Regions from separate parts of the Zea mays genome. Here all the other regions are linked to region 2. Evidence: chromatin contacts called from public Hi-C and HiChIP or PLAC-seq data. All regions are on one chromosome and are shown on one strand. The core of a region is the stretch at or near the end of the contact, and the rest is flanking DNA. Distances in the headings are between cores, read along the strand shown. Region 1 holds the start of LOC100283949. Region 2 holds the start of LOC100277063. Region 3 holds the start of LOC100382392 (cold shock protein-1).

Region 1 (2,700 bases), core at 166-2,665, 230 kb before region 2:
GCCTCCCAGATTTGCTTAGCGTGTAGCTGATTCCTGCATTTACCACTATTTCATTAGTATCGAGATAGAGCAAACCATATCTTCATACGGTTGGTAAAAGAAAGTTATGCTGGTTTACAGTCAGTCTTTACTCTTCAATGATAATCTGGCCTGATGAAAAACAGACCACAATACCGAATCATGTCATGGTAAAGGCTTATTAAGGGAGGCCTTATTTATTTTTATCGTATATTATATAAATTGGATTATGGTGGAAGAGTAAAAAGATAAAATATCACTTTGAAATTACAAATAAGCTAAAATAAATTACACAATGCTCGCTTCTTTCAGCTTATTCGTAGTCACAAATTGATATTTTACCCTCCTATTTCACCATAATCCAACTTATATAATCTAGTAGAAAAACAAAAACACTCTAAGTTGAAAGAGTTTATGACTTCACTGACGTTACAAATAGCTTTTCTAGGATTGAGCGAGATGATCAACACAACAAAGATCATGTCACATAGCAGCATATAATTAGGGCAAAACAAAGGAGGAAGTGAAGATCCGGGCGTACCAGCTTCATCAAAAACTTCTTTCAGCTTCAGAACATCTCTAATCGCTATACAGGTATGCCGATCACGTCCGCCGTGCTCGGGGCGTCCGGTCAACGGATCAGGATTCGGCAGCTCCATCAGGTGGATCATCTCAGAACCCACCCAGAGCCAAGCGCCCCTGTACGGGAGCTTGTCGTTTGGCCGAGCTGGATTCACCCTCAGACCTGGTTGAGCAATTGATTCCGTCAGCTCATTTGCTTTCCAGGCGAACACGCCGCAGAGAAGAGCAGAAACACGAGGTGAATAGCCAGCTCACCCAGTAGGTCCTTGTAGAACGCCAGTGACCTCTCAAGATTCTCGCACAGGATCCCGACATGGTGAATGCTTACAACTCCATAATCAGGTTCTGCTGCCCCACCAAAGAGCAGACGGCAAATCTGTTAACAACTCGTACTGGGAAATTAAAGATGAGCAGCCACGGGAAACCTAATGTCCGGTTCTGGATCCAGTGGTAGGATAGTTCGTGGACATAGTGCGAAGCTAACTACAGTGGGTCGGATTGGATTTGACATTTTATATAGCAGCCAGGCAGCAGCAAGAGGCAGTCACGACTCACCGTGCGCCGGTTCCTGCGCGGTGACGAGCTGCTGCTCGCCCCCGCCCGTGGCAACCGAAAGTCGCGCTGGGATGCGGCGTGGCGCGGCGGCGGAGGGGAGAGGCTGTGCCCTGGCCGCCGACGGGGCTGTGGATGCGGAGCGGAGGGGGAGAGACCCTGCGAGCCACCCCGTCGCCATTGCTGCCTTTGTTGCCAGGGACGCCTCCGCTTGCGTTCTACCCCGCGGCCCGCGCGCGACTTGTGGACTGTATGGTATTGGGCCTCTTTCTTTGTGTCGCTCCGGCCTTTCTGTCATTTTCTCCCCCACTTTTGCTTTTGCTGGTTGTTTCAACTTATTTCAGGCTTCTTGTCTCCCCCCCCCCCCCCCCTTGTGTCGCTTCAAGTTGCTGACAACCACCAAACGTTAGTTTTCAGATCGTTTTTATAAGAATCATTTTAATAAAAAATCGTCTAAATTCATCATAAGAATTATTTTAATGAAAATCGTCAAAATTCAACCTAAACATATAATCACAGAGTTGTCACGATAGTAGGAGTCTAGATCTTAACCTCTATAGACATCCTTCATCTTTCTATGTACATAATCACGTGATATTCTTCCCCAACCAAATTCTTAGCAAACCTCGCCAGAAAATAATGAAATAAACATACCCATAATCACTTCTTTCGGACGGTTTTCGACGATTTTTGAATTTTAGATCTGTTTGCAAATTCAAAACAAAAAAAATTTTCATGAATCCCGACGAAAAACCGTGTTTCTGTCTGGTTTTCGGTATTTCTCAAAAAATCGGTGTACAGGTTTTTACTTTTAAAAAAATCCTGAATTCCAATTTTCTTTGGGAAAATTTATTGTTTGTTACAAAAAAAATATGATTTTTTAAATAAAAATAAGTATAAGATATACCATGTTGCTCAAAACACATGTAGTTTTCATCATAATTTTTCCTCTGTTTTTTTTAATGTTTAGAATCTTAAAGCAAAATTTTAAAGACCAGGAACGAGAAATCGGCCTAAACCCCACGGTTCCCGACCGATTTATAAAACTTGATGAACGCCGGCTAATCGGGCACTACAGTTCCTGGAAACTAATACTAGTCGTTAGATTTTTTTTATAGATTATTGTGAATATGAATTCTAATAAAATATATACATATATATAATTTAATATATTAAATCCTATGATATCATTTAGGGATGTGAATTTTGACGGGTTGTATATATAAATTTTGATATATGAAATGTAGGTGTGTTTTGGCTTTTGTTTAAGCGGTATCATTATCTCGTTTGGTGGCTCCAATCAAGATTAATGTTTTTTTATTTGTCGTGAGTCCAACTCTAACTGAGACTAAAGGGGAAAAAAAAACTATTCACTACTAGTGTTGATTAAGGTTGTAACATCGATTATTCAGGATCGTATCGTCTATACTGATTAGCGGTGGCAGCAATTCTGATTAGTGTTGCTGCTTTGAAATTGGTTGTGCTGTTTGGTGTTGTCTAGGATTTTTTTAACTCGAATATTTGTCGTACGGCTAGTTTATTTTTGAA
Region 2 (2,700 bases), core at 125-2,624:
AGAACTGGTACAACCAATCCTGCCTGAAACATTTAACCATGACTGCTCATCAGATGGTTGTACTTGTACTTCACAGGGCTCTGCCTAGCTAGCCTTTCCCTCACCAGGCTCACCCTCTGACTGACCGACTGACGTGTGCAGCTCGTTCCTCGTACGGGGGGGGGGGGGGGGGGGGGGGGGGGCATCGGTTCAGTTAGAGATGGACTGTGCTTGCCATTCTCCTGCTCGAATACCAGGAATGTTGATTTTGCCAGTTCCATTTCGATCCTAGCTACGATCGTGCATTGGCTTCTTGTATCAACGTACGGTTTAAAGTCAGTAGTCATGGTTTATCAGGCTGGGGTTGGCATTCAGTCAGAGACAGGACACACGGATGCGTTCGCTGTCATGTCAGGCAACCCATCATCTCCCCCTACCTATGACAAGTAAAAAGAAAAGAAAAAAAGAGGGGAGGAGGACATTTTATTTTTTTCACATAACAGACATTGCTACGACTCGCATAATAATCCTGCGCTAAAATATGTCTCCTTTTTTTCATTCATTCACAGAGTGATTCTCAAATTCCATCACCACGCATAGCTAGCCCTCGCTAATTCAAGCTTGACACCGAAAGAAGAAGAGAAAAAAAGAAGAGGAGGAGGAAGACCAGCAGCTAGAACTGAACATGACAAGACGCACTAGAAGATCGAAGCAGAGAAGACGAGCAGGCCAACAGGCCGCGGGCAGTGAGTGGATTTCAAGCATCTCTAGGGTCCACCGCCTCCGGCCGTTTGGCCAGCTTCACCATGCTCCGCTCGACGGCGCCGGCGGAGCTCTTGCAGGAAAGGCCGAGGCGCGCCCACGCGAACCGGCTCCAGCCCTGCCTCTGCCTCGGCGCGCCGGTGCCGGTGCCGGTGCCGGTGCCACCGGCGTCCCCGCCCCCTCCTCCTCCTCTGCTGCCGCTCTTGGTGCACGCCAGGTACGCGGCCAGGAACGGGTCGTCCTCCGGCCGCACGGCGCGGCCGCCGGCCCTCGACGACAGGCTCCTCGCCGCGGCCCGGCCCGGCGGCGGCGGCACCGCGAGCCGCCGCGCCGCCTTCGTCGTCGGGCTCCCCGCCGGCGTGATGACGGCGGTGGTGTCCCCGACGCCGCCTTCCGGCCTTTTGGCGGTGACGGTGACGACAGGCTCCCACGTGAAGACCACGGCGGCGGCCGGCGGCTTCTGCACGGCCGCTACTTCCTCCTGCTGCCCCATCGTTGGCACGCGAAGGCTGTGTCCTGCCGTCCTGTTTGTATATTGGAATGGATTGTCTCTCTGCCGCGTGTGTGTTTCTTGGTGTGAGGAGACCCAGACGGAGGTGGAGGAAGGGGGGAAAAACGGTGGTTGGCGCTCAAGGGAGAGGAGGTTATCGGCAGAGCACTGGCATTTAGGGCTAGTGCAACAAGTGATGGCGATGGTGGTGGTGGTGATGGTGGTCATGCAAAGCAAGCGTCGAATGGATGCCTTCCCTTCCCTTGCCTTCTCTTCTCTCCTGCACGACAAACGTGTGACCAAATGGTAATGGTGGTGTTTGTGCTCGAGCAGTTACGGGTTAGGAGCCAATTAGCTCGCCTCTGCATTCTGGCTCCTACTCTCCTCTACATTAGTCGTCTCTTGGACTTGTATGGAAGGTTGGTGGCCATATCCAGGGTTCAAAATTTTGGCGATTTTTTTTTTGAAACCTCAACAAAATCTAGTGAGTTAGAGGGTGAAAGAAAAAAAAAAGAAATTTCTCATTTCGCAAATACACATGCTTTTTCGATATTGTATGCAGAGGTACGTACATTTGGACCGAACCGAACGTAGTGGGCTGGTCCGAAGCACGGCATGACCCAAAATTATGCATCGGCCTATGTCTGGGCCGAGGTTACAGCCGTGAACGGGCACAAGAGAACGACACGTTTATGGAGGCACGAAATAGCCCATTTACAGGCACGAAAATATATATATTCATTTGGTCATCCGCTACTAATCATGAAATACATCCACTCCAATTTGGATAGCTGCTTCCTTAATCATGGAGGTGAGGTGTCAACTACCCATTGGTTTTGTTTGTTTTTTAAATTATAAAGCTTGAAATGTTAATATTTTTTATATTGTTTTTATGCTGCATACCGTCTTGCTAGCACAATTACTTTAGATATAAAGGGAAAGGGAAATGGGCTTAAACATTTCATATAATCGATTTTAGTGTTTGATGTCTATCACAGACCATGTGGACTAACTAGTTTGCCTAGTTGTCATTTATCTCAGGTGCATAAAGTTCAACATAAACTAACAAAGAAAATGAGTTAAGAACTCTACAAAGTTTGGAGCAAAAACAAGTATAGGTACAGCCAATGGCACACCAGACATTGTCCAGTGCCCAGGCCGAGGCACTTCGCGAACTGGCCGCTCTCGGGTTTTTTTTCTCAGAGTCACTTCGTTATAACACCGAATAGTCTGGTGTGCACCAGACTGTCCGGTGAGCCAACAGAGCAACGGTCAACTGCGTCCAACGGTCGACTGCGGTGAACAGTGAACAGTGTAGAAGGCAGAAGTCAGAACTGCAAAGTCAGAACACACCGGACTGTCCGGTGTGCCACGGGACTATCCGGTGCCGCAAGAGGACAAATGACTTCAACGGTCAACAGCTCCAAACCCCAACGGTCGGCTGACATGGCACGCACCGGACAGTAAAC
Region 3 (2,700 bases), core at 81-2,580, 140 kb before region 2:
ATTTGAGCTACATCCCCATGCTGCTTTTTCCGTTGTGTTCATAATATATAACGTCTGGTCAATGGTTGCGCCAATGAATCAATGGTGTACGCAGCGTGACTGCGTGAGTAACTGTGTGAGCGAGCCTTTTCCGGCTCCAGGTGGCTTACATTACAGGAGCTTCAGCTGGAAATGCAATGATTCCATCTCCATCAGATTGCGTGCAAAATTCGTTATATGTAATAGCTGATGAAGCACACTGCATGCATGGCCGACATCGATCATGCGTGGCGTGATCCAACGCCTTATTCATTAATTAATGAACCAGCAGCAGCAGCAGTTCATCGTAATTCATAGTTCCTCTGAAATTAACCAGCTGGTACTGCAAGAGCAAGGGGCCGATTACTATTGTATACTGTATATATATATATATATATATATATATATAGTACAAGCGCACACACACTGTATGTAGTAGTATATATCGTCATCGATCGAGTGGAGAGCCATGAGCAGATAGCTAGTTAGCTCTACCCGTCGATCCATCAGCAGGTGGCGGTGCACTTGTCCTTGCAGTCGACGGTGCAGGACCCGCCGCCGCCTCCGGCTCCGTATCCGCTGCCGGAGCGGCTGTAGGACCAGAAGCAGCGCTTGGGGCACGCCACCTTCTTGCCGTAGCAGGGCCCCTTGTCCTGGCACATCACCGTCGGCGCTTCCACGCCGCCGTGTGCGTACCCGCCACCGCCGCCGGAGCCCGCGCCCCACCCGCCGGCGCCAGAGACGCCTGCAGGTCCGTAGCCCGCCGGGACGGCGCCGTAGCCGCCATGGTAGGAGTAGTAGTTAGGCTCGGGAGGGTTGTTGTTGTCGTTGTTTCGGCCAGCGGCGGGCGCCGCGACCGCGACCGCGAGCGGGTTGGCTGCGTCGAGGTCGCGCGCGGCGGAGGCCACGGAGAAGAAGCCGGCCGCCGAGAGCATGAGCATCGCGAGGAGGTGCGGGGCGTGGTGACGCGCGGCCATGGCTATGACGACGGTGATGATGATGATGATGAAACGAAGCCTGTGGAGTGAGTTGAGTGCCGATGGCCGTGTCACTGTGCGATGGCGACGCCAAGCAGCAAGAGAGTGTCAGTAATCAGTAGTCTCTCCGGCACCGCATATATTTACATGCACCGGGCCCGGCCCGGGGCTGGACTGCTGGAGGTTGTCACCAGCTCCAGCTGAGCTGACCAGCAACATCATCCAGACTGGTTGTGCTGATCATGCATTGGTTACAGCTACCTACTACTACGAGTACATGCATATACAGTAACAGGATCATGTTCCATGCCATGCTCGCTAGCTCCACCATTCCACACTACATACTGTCTAGCTATCTACACGTACAAAAGTCCACCATTCCACTATATATATACAGGAACAGGAAACAAACAAAGGAAAAAGAAAAACACGAACAAAATTCCATATTTCTATTATGCGTACTGTAGTCTGTAGGCGACGTGTGAGCGTGACCATTACCTGACCCAGAGCTGGAAACACAAAAGGGGTTTGGAAGCTGTCCTGTCGCCGGCCGGCCGGCCATTTTACACGTTTGCGTGGACGACTTCCGTGGATCGATGCTTGCTTTGTTGTGCAGCAGCACGGTGGCCACTGCTTTACAGACTACAGAATGAAGCATGTGGCCCTTCTATTCATTCCTCGATGATGCCCTGCCCACCCTGTTCTGTTCATGAGCACATGCATGGACGCGGACACTCGTGCGCGCAGGAGCCACGGAAGCCGCAGTTGGGTGCAGCCGTGCAGTGCAGGTGGGCCGACGTTGAGGAGCCCGCGGCACTACTATGGTCATCACTCCACTCGCTAATAATTAAATTAAACTTGCCGCCAAAAAAGAAGAAAAAAAATGATTCGTTTCTTTTTCATCTTTTTATAGGCAATGGCGCGGTGTCGTAGCGAATCACTCACTCGCAGGAGCCATCAGATCACTCCACACCTCACTATAGTTAGTAGTATAGCCAGCAAGCTGCTGCAAACCAGACTACCAGACCATGTCAACACTCGCCGCCGCCGCCTCCTCCTCCTCCTCCTCCTCCTCCTCCGCCACCTCCTCGCCGCGGTGCGTCCCCTTCGCTTTCCGCCGCGGCGCCGCGAGGAGGCGTCTGCCGGCCCCAGGCGCAGGCGGCTGCGGCAGGCCGCTGTGCCGCCCCGCCGAGGCCCTCGGCGGGGGCATCCAGAGCGCCTTCTTTGCGTCCCTGGACCGCTGCTCGTGCGTCGAGATCCGCACCAAATCGTTCAAGGAACCGGAGCCGGACGCCGTGCCCCTTGTGCCGCCGCCGCCGCCCCACGACGACAGCAGCAGCGCCGCCGCCGCGGGAAGTGGATGGAGGAGGAGCGGGTCCGCCGCCGGCAAGCCGCGCCGTGGGCTCGGCTGCTGCACGCCCACTACAGACACCTAATCGTGCATGCATGCATCGTCGTCCTCGCTCGTCAAGTTAAACATATATCTTGTCTTAATTAGAGTATACGCGTGCAGTGTGTTGTTGTTAAGTAGGTTCGTGCTCAATCCGCGGTCATCAGTCTGTAATGTAACCCGAGCTAGCTAGCAGCTAACTAGCTGCTGGGCGTGTTGCGTCCATTTCTCCATAATTAACAAACAAACTAAGGACTGATTTGGTGATCGGGGATCCCTAGGGGAAGAAAACCACTTGCTATTCAAAATTGAATT

What was found. A called contact is a pair of places that touch in the nucleus more often than the background predicts. HiChIP or PLAC-seq counts read pairs in DNA pulled down with a chosen protein or histone mark.
Region 1: a contact with region 2 is called in a Hi-C map of leaf, with 7 times the contacts expected there. The contact joins the promoter of LOC100283949 here to the promoter of LOC100277063 in region 2. A contact is called at or near these places in 3 of 25 Hi-C or Micro-C datasets (bundle sheath, ear and leaf).
Region 3: a contact with region 2 is called in an H3K4me3 HiChIP or PLAC-seq map of leaf, with 5 times the contacts expected there. The contact joins the promoter of LOC100382392 here to the promoter of LOC100277063 in region 2. A contact is called at or near these places in 1 of 25 Hi-C or Micro-C datasets (ear) and 1 of 3 datasets of contacts at active chromatin or transcription factors (leaf).

The regions. Positions count from the first base shown.
Region 1 is chr1:183,729,617-183,732,316 of Zm-B73-REFERENCE-NAM-5.0, forward strand. It overlaps LOC100283949, which reads right to left and starts at 1,416. Exons shown (of 4, transcript NM_001156847.2): 1 at 1,156-1,416; 2 at 856-948; 3 at 560-763; 4 at 1-33. The coding sequence starts at 1,333.
Region 2 is chr1:183,957,535-183,960,234 of Zm-B73-REFERENCE-NAM-5.0, forward strand. It overlaps LOC100277063, which reads right to left and starts at 1,375. Exons shown (of 1, transcript NM_001150730.3): 1 at 510-1,375. The coding sequence starts at 1,234. The coding sequence ends at 737.
Region 3 is chr1:183,815,554-183,818,253 of Zm-B73-REFERENCE-NAM-5.0, forward strand. It overlaps LOC100382392 (cold shock protein-1), which reads right to left and starts at 1,331. Exons shown (of 1, transcript NM_001175137.1): 1 at 384-1,331. The coding sequence starts at 995. The coding sequence ends at 525. TRNAA-UGC (transfer RNA alanine (anticodon UGC)) reads right to left here and starts at 17; the gene lies at 1-17.